Linked DNA regions of Mus musculus: region 2 is linked to region 1. The links are chromatin contacts, called in public promoter capture Hi-C maps. All regions are on one chromosome and are shown on one strand. The core of a region is the stretch at or near the end of the contact, and the rest is flanking DNA. Distances in the headings are between cores, read along the strand shown. Region 1 holds the start of Depdc5 (DEP domain containing 5). Region 2 overlaps Depdc5 (DEP domain containing 5).

Evidence for each region. Promoter capture Hi-C pulls out the DNA fragments that hold promoters and counts their contacts.
Region 2: a promoter capture Hi-C map of embryonic stem cells shows a contact between it and region 1, with 2.5 times the contacts expected there. The contact joins the enhancer-like site here to the promoter of Depdc5 in region 1. A contact is called at or near these places in 8 of 39 promoter capture datasets (the 3T3-L1 cell line, the HPC-7 cell line, cranial neural crest and 4 more), 1 of 15 datasets of contacts at CTCF or cohesin (the NIH/3T3 cell line), 10 of 484 Hi-C or Micro-C datasets (bone marrow-derived dendritic cells, brain, cortical neurons and 4 more), 6 of 115 datasets of contacts at active chromatin or transcription factors (the SCID.adh cell line, double positive thymocytes, embryonic stem cells and 1 more) and 4 of 9 other capture datasets (adipose tissue, embryonic stem cells, liver and 1 more).

Annotation. Positions count from the first base shown.
Region 1 is chr5:32,861,280-32,866,874 of GRCm38.p6, reverse strand. Depdc5 (DEP domain containing 5) reads right to left here and starts at 3,154. Exons shown (of 43, transcript NM_001170567.1): 1 at 3,054-3,154; 2 at 2,176-2,298. The coding sequence starts at 2,233.
Region 2 is chr5:32,907,739-32,913,333 of GRCm38.p6, reverse strand. Depdc5 (DEP domain containing 5) reads right to left here. Exons shown (of 43, transcript NM_001170567.1): 18 at 2,808-2,877; 19 at 1,089-1,125; 20 at 114-234. Among named protein-coding and RNA genes, the nearest start is that of Depdc5, 47 kb to the right of the region's middle. Within about 2 kb of position 3,328, at least 4 of the 459 cell types and tissues checked have an H3K27ac peak or open chromatin away from gene starts, as enhancers often do. A contact at or near this core is called in embryonic stem cells, where this site is marked.

The DNA.
Region 1 (5,595 bases), core at 1,905-4,404:
TAACCTGGGAGATAAACTGAATTGTCTAAAGGTTAGACCAGCAGTAAAATTAAAGCAAGAGCTAGTACTGAGCTCCTTCTGTCTAAATCAGGCTCACCATCTCTTATGTGTTATAAAACTCGAGTCTAGGTTCTAAGTGTTAGTTCATAATAGGGCTCGAAACAACCTTTAAACTCAAGGGCCCGGGGTAAAGGTATCGCCCAACAGAGTAACTGCAGAGCATGCATAAGGCCCTGGCTACAAACCCAATCCTCAGCACCAATCAACCAACCCACTCACCCATCCATCCATCCATCCATCCATCCACCTCAAAATCAAATAGACTTCACAGATGATTATACTCCACACGGATCAGCCTAGTAAAGAACTGACTGAGTCAATCTCATTTTTTATTTTAAACGTTTCATTGACAATTTTAGTTCCAATGTGTGTGAAGTCCCTGGGATGAACTTCTGTTTTCCAAATCAAGCTCTCTGAGCATATTGATTTATTTGTTTCATTTTCTCTCCCTCTCTCTTTCTCCTCTCTCCCCCCTCCTTTTTTGCTTATTTATTTGTTTTGAGACAGAGTTTCACTGTGTAGCTTGGAGCTCACTATATAGACCAGGGAAGCCTCAAACTCACAAGAGACTGAGTGCCTTTGCCTCCTGTGTGCTGGGATTCAGAGTATGCGCCACCAGATCTAGCTCCTATTTCTTTCCTCGGAAACAGAGTCGGTTACACTCTGCAGCAGGATGGCCTCAAACTTTCAGCAATCCTCCTGTCTCAACCTTGGAAAGTTCTGTGTCACAGGCACAAGCCACTACAGCCAACTAATCATTTCATAATGTAAAGAACTCCTTGGGGACAAGAGATTTTACCTACTCACAGTCTTCATATTTGATAGGGATACTGGTCTTCTAGGTCTATCACCAAGCTATATCTGTCTTATAAACACACACACACACCTCTATATACATTATATATATATAATATCATATATCATATACCTGTATTCTTGTTATTCCCTCTGCTGAAACTATCTCTGTATTTATTCAATAGCTGCCTATTCTTCACAAGTTTTTAGGCCAGTTTCATAAATAGTGGGGTTGATATGACTAAACATGAGGACTGCAATAATTTGACAAAAGGTTTGGGGCATTTCTGGGAGAGCTTCCACATGCTATCACTCAGTTTCACCGGGCAGCTGGCCTAGCCTAAATTAACAAGTCCCAGGTATCACTGAGGAATTGTCTCAAAAACAAGGTGAAGAAAAACAAGTAAATGACTAAAAATTCAAGGTAGGTAGGCATGATTACTAAGTAATCCCAGTACTTAGTAGGCAAAACTATCTCTGTAAGACAGAGGAGCTCTGTAAGTTCAAGGCCAGTCTAGTCAGCATTGCAAACCTATAAAGGCTATAGAGTAAGAGCCCATCCAAAAAATGAAATGTAAAGTTTAAAAGGACTCATTGAGGTCTGAAGTGATTGCTCCTTGATAGTGTGCTTGCTCATAGGCACAAAGCATGGGTTCTTTATCCAGATCCACGGAGAACAACGTGGGAGCACATGCCTGAAATCCCAACACTTGGGTATGAAGGACGGAAGGAAGGGCAGTAACTCAAGATCAGCCTCCAGTGCATACTGAGTTCAAAGCCAGTATGAGCTCTAAGACTCTGTCTCAAAAACCAAACCAAACCAGCTCACTTTGTCAGTAATTCTGATTTCTGAAGTAAAGAACATTAAAAAAAAAAAAAAAAAAAAAAAACCAGGAGGAAGGACTTGGATGCAGTCCATAGAGTCCTTTTCTAGTAAACTTGTGGCCAAGCACTCACTACACAGAAGAAAAACAAAAACAAAACAAACAAAAGCAGGAGGAAAATTAACTCAGGTGTGGTAGAGTATTTCCAGATACACAGGCAGGAGGATAATGGGTTCAAAGCCAGCTTGGGCTACACAATGAGTTCTAAATGAGCCTTGGAAACATGGTAAAACCTGGATTCAAAATACAACCCAACAAACTCTGAATGTGAAGAATGCTTTTCAAAAAGATCCTGTGCTCTCATTTCCAACCATCCCTGATCTCTGATACTGCTCCACTCTTACCTGTCCAGTCTCCCTTGTGATATGGGTAATTTTTAAGGCACATCATAACTTCAGCCAACTTACACAATCCCCAAATATCAATCAATACTGACCACTGCCCCCAAAGCCCTTCTTGTGGATGACAAGTTTGTAGACCTTTGTGGTTCTCATTTTGTCTTGTGATTTCTTCAGCTGTTCCAATCTTGGAGCAGGGAAGTCATCTTGCTTTCCTGCTACTGAAACACAAATAAAAACATCGAGGATGTCAGGCTTCCTAAATTTGCTCTTTAATTTTAGACCTTGAAGGTACTGGTGGTTGTTCGGCTGAAAGGCGTGCCAACCCTTGCATTATATCGCTCCTCCAATTACCAAGAGAGACAAACAAATAGAAGTGTGCTTTAAAAATTAAAGGGAACTTGGGCTCAGATCTCGTCCATCCTCTAAAGCTATTTTCTCTACCGCATACCTAAAAGGGAGGCTTGTGGTGAGAGGGGCACTACCTTGTTTTTGTCTGCATCAGGAACACCAAAATAGTACAGGGATATTCGAAGAGGTTAGTCCATCACATAAGTAGAGGAACGTCAAAACAAGGGATTCGCCCAAGGTCACTCGAACTGTTATGCACTCCCATGACTCGCGGTCCACTAACAATGTCCTGGGGAAAAGAGAACTGAGGAAGGCTGCGGTTTCCTTGCCGACCCCTCTACTGGTACCAACTCTCAGCGGACCGTCCTGCCTCCATTTCACCGCTGCGGTCCGGGAAGCTTGGTGAGAGAAAGACTGGTCCAAGGTCACACGGGGAACTGCAAGAAGAGTCGGGCCTCGAACCTGGCTCAGGGACCCTTCCTTCAAGCCCCTCAAGTCTCAGCCCGAGGTTGGCGCTCGACTCCCCCCCCCAACCCCCCCACTTCCAGAGCCCCTGCGCGCCTCAGGCCCGGCCCGAGGCCAGATTCCGGACAGATCTCCCCAGGACCTCCTCAGGATATCCCACCTGAGCCCCCACAGTTCGCGCAGCTTCCGCACCAGGGCTCTAGGAACCAGACAGACAGCACCACCGAAGAGCGCTCACCTGAGCCCGCGCCGCTCCCGAGGCTCCGCCCCGAGTCCCCGCCCCTCGCCAGTCCCTGCTCAGCCGGCTTGGCCGCTCTAGCCCAGCCTCCGCCTCGTCTCGGTGGCCGCGCCACTTCCTCCTCCGGGGCTGCGGGGAGGTGGGGGGGGCGGGGCGGGGGGGAGGCTGGGGGCGTGGCGTTGAGTCCGACTTCAAACCGAGTTCCCGTTGGCGTTTCCCGCCACCGTCTACAGGGCTGCCCGCTTTGCATGGAAAATTTGAAAATAGAGCCACAGCCAAGACCTTCGTTTCAGAAGAGCGAAGTGATTTCGTAATAGGAGAAACTCGAGAGAGTCGACTCTTACCTCGCGGAGCTGTTTCCATGTGTTTGACGAAGTTAATAACTAAACCTGGTCCAGAGGGCTATTGAGAAGTGCAAAAGTCTCTGCGGGTGGTGGCTCCCCCTCCTAATCCAGGTTCTGTAGAGACAAGAGTGCTGAACATTCCCTAGAGTTCTTGGGCTATGTAGCAAGAAAACGGGGGTGTGTATAATTCATGAGCGAGTTACTAACTTATTGAAAACTGTTAAATATAATTAAGAAGTACAAGTTAATGATAAGTACAAATGTAACATGTACAGAGACAAGCTTGGAAGGAGAAACCAATTTACATTACCCATTATATACTCTTTTGTTGTCAAAATTAAACCTAATGTACATAAGTCAAAACAAGTGTACAGTAAACTTAAAGTTTGTTTGATTAAAAAAAATATTCAAAACATTGAATGCCCGAGTACAATGGGTTAAATCTACAATAGGCTCGCATGGCAGAAGGCCCAGTAGTTTCCTTAGATGGGGCATAAATCATCCAACCAGAGTAAATTGCGTGGTGGCACACGCCTTTAATCCCAGCACTCAGGAGGCAGAGGCAGGCGGATTTCTGAGTTCGAGGACAGCCTGGTCTACAAAGTGAGTTCCAGAACAGCCAGGGCTACACAGAGAAACCCTATCTCAGAAAACCAAAAAAAAAAAAAAAAAAAAAAAAAACCAAAAAAACAAAAACAAAACAAAACTGTAAGTTGTGTGTTAGCCTCATTACAGAGTAAGGATTCATGGGAAGAAGAACCTGCTAGAAGGCCTGACCTGTTCCCACCTTGTAGGCCAAAACAAACAAACAAAGCCAAAAACCTCCTTATCTAAAGATGAATTATTCCTCATGTCTCAAAAAATGGAGGTGGGAAAGGTAGATTCTCTTGTCCATTGGAGGATCTCAGAGTCTGCACCACATCCTAAATGACTTAAAGAGCAGAGACAAATAGCAAGATGCTATCTATACACAGGGGAATCTGTCCTGTGAGTGCTATGAGACCCACTTGCTAGTTCAGTCAGCTACACCCTCCACCCTGTTAGCAAAAGCAACTTTCAGGAAACACACCCTAACCGTGTTCCTTCAATAAAGGAGGATGCCAGACGTTCTGGGATCAAACTCAGAGCTTCGCAAAGTTCTTTAGACTAGCCAAGCCATGTCTTTGACAGTTGTTTTTACATCTGTAGAGTCAGCAAATTATTCTATTAAGTGATATCTGAAGTCCTCAGATTCTTCAGGAAGGCGTGACTTAGATGAAGATTTTCTCCAACTGGGGCTCACCTGTGGCACTTTGATAAAATAGTCTCTACCCAGATGGAGAACTTCAGGGCCAGGGCCTGCACCTCGATGCCTACAGGGAGTACACAGGCCTTGGCAGGGAGTTTTGAGGATGTTTTCTAATAATAAATTCCAAAAGCCAACAGTTCCTTTTGTTTGGTTATCTGTCTTTACAAATTATGCTTCCAAACCAATCTATTTTTAAATAAAATGACATTAACAAATATGCTCAGTGCTGTTGGTATGTAGTGGACTACGGAGCTGCCCATTGACAGAAGGAGGAGAGCTTGCTTTAGCCTTTTAATACACGTGAATCATAAATTATAGATTTGACATGACTGATTGCTTTCATCTTCCATCTGTCGGTTGAATCTATGGAATGAAAATATCATAGAAAGATTTTAAAAGGTTCTATTAGTAGGGTTAATTTAAAAAAAAACATTTTTGGGAGGCTGGAGAGGTGGCTCAGAGATTAGGAGCACTGACCCCCAAGTACAGGGAATAAAGGCTTGCACCACCACTACCTGTTGGAGTATTCTTTGTAAATTAAAAATTGAAAATCATTTCTTTGTGGAGAATACAACTTAGAAATAAATTGTATTTTTTTACATAGCCTAACAATATAAAAATACATTTACTGTGTAATCCTGATTTAATGTTAACAAAATTCATATAAAATATTATTGTCATATTTTGACATAATAAATACAGTCATATAAGGTAACAGTCCCAATTTTTAAAGTTTTACCTTATCAGATTGTTTCTAACCAAAAAATGGTTTTATTAAATAATACCTGGTATTTTGAATATGTAAAGGAAATATAAAAATGTTTATCAAAAA
Region 2 (5,595 bases), core at 2,079-4,578, 46 kb before region 1:
CTTGAAATCCTTCCACATTTGCCTCCTGAGTGCTAGGTTACAGGCCTATGCCACCACCATGTTTGGCCACCAAACAATTTTATATAACCCCCTAGAGAATCTGAGAAAAAAACCTGCAGGTGGCGAGGCGCTGAGCCCGGGATGGGCCAGGCAGCCTGAACACTTGAGCATCGTAGGCATCATAATCTACTTGGATGGGAAGGGTGTTTTCAGATTCCTTTGGAGTCCCGAGAGCTGCAAAACACAAATAATACAGTTAAGATAATCTAAAGATACTTAGAGATATCACTAGAGGTATGCCTATCTATAGAGAGACGACCTGCAGAGGGCCATCAAAATCTGAAAGGCACAGGAGACACACTCCTAATAACAGGACGAAATATATATATATATATTTTTTTTTTGGTTTTTTGAGACAGGGTTTCTCTGTGTAGCCCTGGCTGTCCTGGAACTCACTCTGTAGACCAGGCTGGCCTCGAACTCAGAAATCCGCCTGCCTCTGCCTCCCGAGTGCTGGGATCAAAGGCGTGCGCCACCACGCCCAGCATCACAAGACAGAATAATAACCCAGTCATGATGTTAGGACTGACATAAATGCCAAAGTGATGTTAAAATAATATAGAGTTGCCAGGCAATGGTAGCACACACCTTTAATCCTAGCACTCAGGAGGTAGAGGCAGGCAGATCTCTATGAGTTCAAGGCCAGCCTGGTGTACAGAGAAAGTTCCAAGACAGCCAGGACTGCACAGAGAAAACCCTGACTTGAAGAAGAAAACAATAAAAAAATAAATAAAATAAAAATTATAGAGTTAAAAGAAAGGCAGTACAAGCAGCACTTTAGTCTTTTATAGCCTTGCTTTAAATCCTGGCTGAGCATGCTCAGTGAGTTACTACTTTCCACCTGACTCCAGACATGCCCCACTCACTGCCGCTTACAAGGTACAAAGGGGCTAAGAACCTTCCAAAGGTGACATAAGCAATGTGGGTGTCTTGACCTTCATATGAACCTTTTTATGATATTTCACATTATTCTGTTGCCATGAATTAGCTATTTCTAAAAGTGATGAAAAAATGTTAAAAATACTCACATGTATCACGACCATTTTTGGTTTTCTCAGAGGCAGACTGAAAAATTAAATAGATAATTTATCATTCCTCTGAGAACAACACAGTATGTGCTACTCCCCACGGCAAAGACCATAGCCTAGCTACCTAGTAACTTACGGAAAGGCTGCTAACACTTGACACCTGCCTACCACAGTGTCAAGCCTTTTAATTCTCACCTTGCATTTGATTTATTTACACAACCTTATCCAGATGGGACATAGGGGAACTGGACAGGGGAGTGTGTTGGCTAACTTTATGACAATTGACACAAGTTAGAGTCATCTGGAAGGAAGGCACCTTGACTGAGAAAATGTCATGTTTCCTTAATTACCACCCTGGGCTGGTGGTCCTGTGCTATGTAAGAAAACAGCCTGGACAAGCCAACAGCAGCATTCCTCCATAGTCCCTGCCCCAGTTCCTGCTCCTAGGTTCCCCCAATTTGAGCTCCAGCCTTAGCTTCCCTCAATGGACTATGATTTACGATTTTTAAGCCAAAGAAGCCAATTTGGTTTTGGTCATGGTATTTTGTTAGCAAAAACCCTAGGACAAGAGAGTTATTCAATTTTTTACAAAATAAAGGGTTTGCTGAAGTCACGTACCTAGAAAAAAAACCAAAACAAAACAAAAAACAAAAACCCAAGCCTATATTTTTTTCTCTTGGTCAATCCACTACTTACTGTTTGTTCTACTATGGCTAGGTCCTACCTGATGTCTCCTCATCCTAAAATACCACCAGGTCTACAGGTCTGCATATGTGTGTTTGTGTGTGTGCATATATATATAACCCCCCTTATAAGAGCCAGCATAGACCACCAAGCTTACTAAGATGGAGAAAATGGGAAAGGGTTCGAAGGCCTTATGAGCCACTTTTTTTTGAGGCAGGATCTCACTTTGTAGGCCTGATGAATTTGAAACTTCCTATGTAGGCCAGGCTAGCCTCAGACTCACATCACCCCCCCAACCCCCCCACCCCCACCTAAGCCTTCTTAGTGCTGGAATTAAGGAAACATGCCACCAACTTGGCTGAGCTATCCCTCTTAAAAGTGTTCTAATGAGTCTTTCAAATCTCCCACACCAACAATCAGAAATTATTTTTAAATGTTCAAGCTACACCCAATGGCATAAACATTCGCAATACACTTGATACACATGGCTACCCTGCTTTGCCAAAGTATCATATACCAATCAGGAACTCCAGCGCCGATGTTACCACCTTTCCTAGTATTTAGAATTATTATTAGCATATTTTGTGGTAAGCAGAGAAAAAAAATCCTCCACATTTAAATTTCCATTTACTTACTACCACAATGTGATCATTTATAACTTTTATATTTCTCCTTTGCTACAATGTGTAGTTCTCTCATTACCCTCATCTCAAATAACAGAGGTCTCAGTATTGGAATTAAGCCAGTAACATCAAATGAAAGGAACTCTCCCCGCTACCCTCCAAACTTTACTAGAGCCAGACAGCCTGCTTTCCTGCTGGGGACTGAATCAAGAGCCTTATGCGCATGTGCTTAGGAAAGTGTTCTACACTGGGCTGTAGCACCAGCCCCTCCTTAAAGTTTCAACACACAAAAGTATTTCAACCCTGTTTATGACCCTAGGCAGGGGAGAGGGAAGGTTGAAGCATCAAAATCAGAATAAATACACAGCTGGGTGACAGCCCCCCGAAAGCTGGTCAAACTGGGGAAACATACCTTCTTTCCTGCTAGTTTTATCCGTGGAGTGAAACTGTTACAAAAGAGCTGGCTTTTGGATGTGTAGAAACTAGAAAGAAAGAAAGAAAGAAAGAAAGAAAGAAAGAAAGAAAGAAAGAGAGAGAGAGAGAGAGAGAAAGGTCATTAATCAATCACTTATTTATTTTTATGCATGCTTGGTGTTTGGCCTGCATGTATGTCTGTGTGAGGGTGTTGGGTCCACTGGAACTGGAGTTACTAACATTTGTGAGCTGCCATGTGGGTGCTAGGAATTGAACCCAGGTCCCCCAGAGGAGCAGCCAGTACTCTTAACCACTGAGTCATCTCTCCAGCCCCAACTTTTTGTTATGCTTTGTTTTTCAAGACAGGGTTTTCTGTGTAGCCTTAGCTGTCCTCACACTCAGATCCACCTGCCTCTACTTCCTGAGTGCTGGATAAAGTTGGCCCCTAGTATACCCGGCTTCAGTAAGCTAAACCTTAAGGCAAACTGCAATCTAGATGAGGTCAGCGCACCTGTGCTTGGCTTTGTTTTAGGTTCGCAAATCTTCCCACTTCTAGCCAACGCCACGGCTCAGTGAGTGAAAGCACTGTGCAAACCTGACAATGTGATCTCTGGCAGCCTATGGTGGAGGAGGGACTCAACTTCCAAAAGCAGTCTTCTGACCTCCAAATATACCACACTCACACACACACACACACAAATAATAAAGCCAAGCATGATCACACTCTGGAAGCAAAGGCAAGTGAATCTTTATGAGTTAAGAGGTTAGGGGCTGGAGAGATGGCTCAGTGGTTAAGAGCACTGACTGCTCTTCCGAAGGTCCTGAGTTCAAATCCCAGCAACCACATGGTGGCTCACAACCATCTGTAATGAGATCTGATGCCCTCTTCTGGAGTGTCTGAAGACAGCTACAGTGTACTTACATATAATAAATAAATAAACCTTAAAAAAAAAAAAAAAAAAGAGGTTAGCCTGTCTACATAGCAAAGTCTCAGCCAGCCAGGGCTACATAGTGAGACTTTGTCTCAAACAATAATAACAACAACAACAACCAATAATAATAGTAAAAAATTTTAAATTCCAACTTCAACATCAGCAATATTTTGGATTGCTGCTCTGGCCTTTGCTCCCCACATGCCATGTGCTCACTGGTCCTAACTGCTAACTAGATCAGAACCTTCAATAAGGGAAGGGGCAAGAGCTCTTTATATCAGGGTACTTTCATCCTGATGTTTGGTATACAGTTAAGTGCACAGGAAGTTCTTTGTATCTACTCACTGATCTATACTTAAGTTAAACAAAACAAAACAAACAAACAAACAAAAACCAGGAAAAAGGTTAGTGTTCAAGAAAAAAAATAGCTGAAACCATTAAACCCCAATCCCGCTAAAAATAATGTTAATACATCCATGTCATAAACCCATGTTAAGTGAAGATTAGCCTCACACCAGAGCGCTGAATGAACACACAGATGCTGTACTGCCGTTCTATTCTTCAGAGACCCTCTTGTATTCTCTTTTCTTTCTATGTTATAAACTCGCAAATAATGTTTGGGATGTTGCCCCAGTTCTGACTTCTAGAAAATCTCTATCTACAAACAAATAAAAAATAAAAATGAGGCCAGGTCTGGTGACACACACCTTTAATCTAACACACGGGAAAGAAACAGGGGAGGGTGTATCCCTGTGAGCTCAAGGTCAGTCTGGTCTAGGGCAGCCACAGCCACAAAGTAAGACCATGGTAGCAGCAGCAGCAGCCACTGCCGCCACAGAAAACTGACGGGCCATGGGAACAATCTTATAGCACACTGAGCACAAAGGAACACAAGAGTCTCACCTGTACCTGCCACTGGGACTCAAGTCCAGCCAACCCCTGTAAGTTGGCTTTTCTCAAAGGTATACAAGTTAGAACTAACTGGAGGCTGCCATTTTCTTCCCAGACATCAAGACTAAAACACATGAATGGAAACTTGGCATGGTGGCCAATGTCCATTATTCTAGCACTTGGGAGGCTAAGGAGGAAGGAATGGGTACACAGCAAGACTCTGTCTCAAGAAAAAAAAGAAATGGCAAGGGCTTGTCATGCAAGCACAATTTCCAGAACCCATGTTAAAAAAAAAAAAAAAGACAGGCTCAGGGCTGTGCACTTGCAATCCCAGGACTAGGGAGACAGCCTGGGCCTCACTGGCTAGCCAGCCTAGCCAAATTGGGAAAGCTCCAAGACAATGAGAGACTCTGTCTCAAAAAAGAAAGTGAATGGCTCTAGAAAAAAAAGACAAAGTTGACATCTGCTCTCCATAAGTATGTACACAGACATATATACACACCCAAATACACATGTGTAGCAATACAACATAAAAATATCTCACATTCTAAAAGACTGGAACTTTTGCTGGACCTCCCAGCCACAGTTAGTAATACACCTTGAAGACACACAGAATGCCTGTAAGAGAACAATGCATCGAGGGGCAAGGTGGTGTATGTCTTTCATCTCAGCACTAAGGGAACACAGGAAGTTCTAGAACAGCCAGAGCTCTGTAGAACCTTTACAATCTAAATTACAATCTTAAATTATGTATTCTTCCTTGCCCTGACCCATAAATGAGTGTGTATGTGTATGGGAAACAGCAAATATAGATTGAAAGCAACCTTGTAAAATGAGTGAATATCCACCATAAATGTTAAAGACAGTGTACAGACATTGCTTGATAACATCTGCTTCCTTGTTATCTGGGTCAGTTAGACCCAATGACATAATCCCTTATAAAATTCTCTTAAAGGTTTCTGT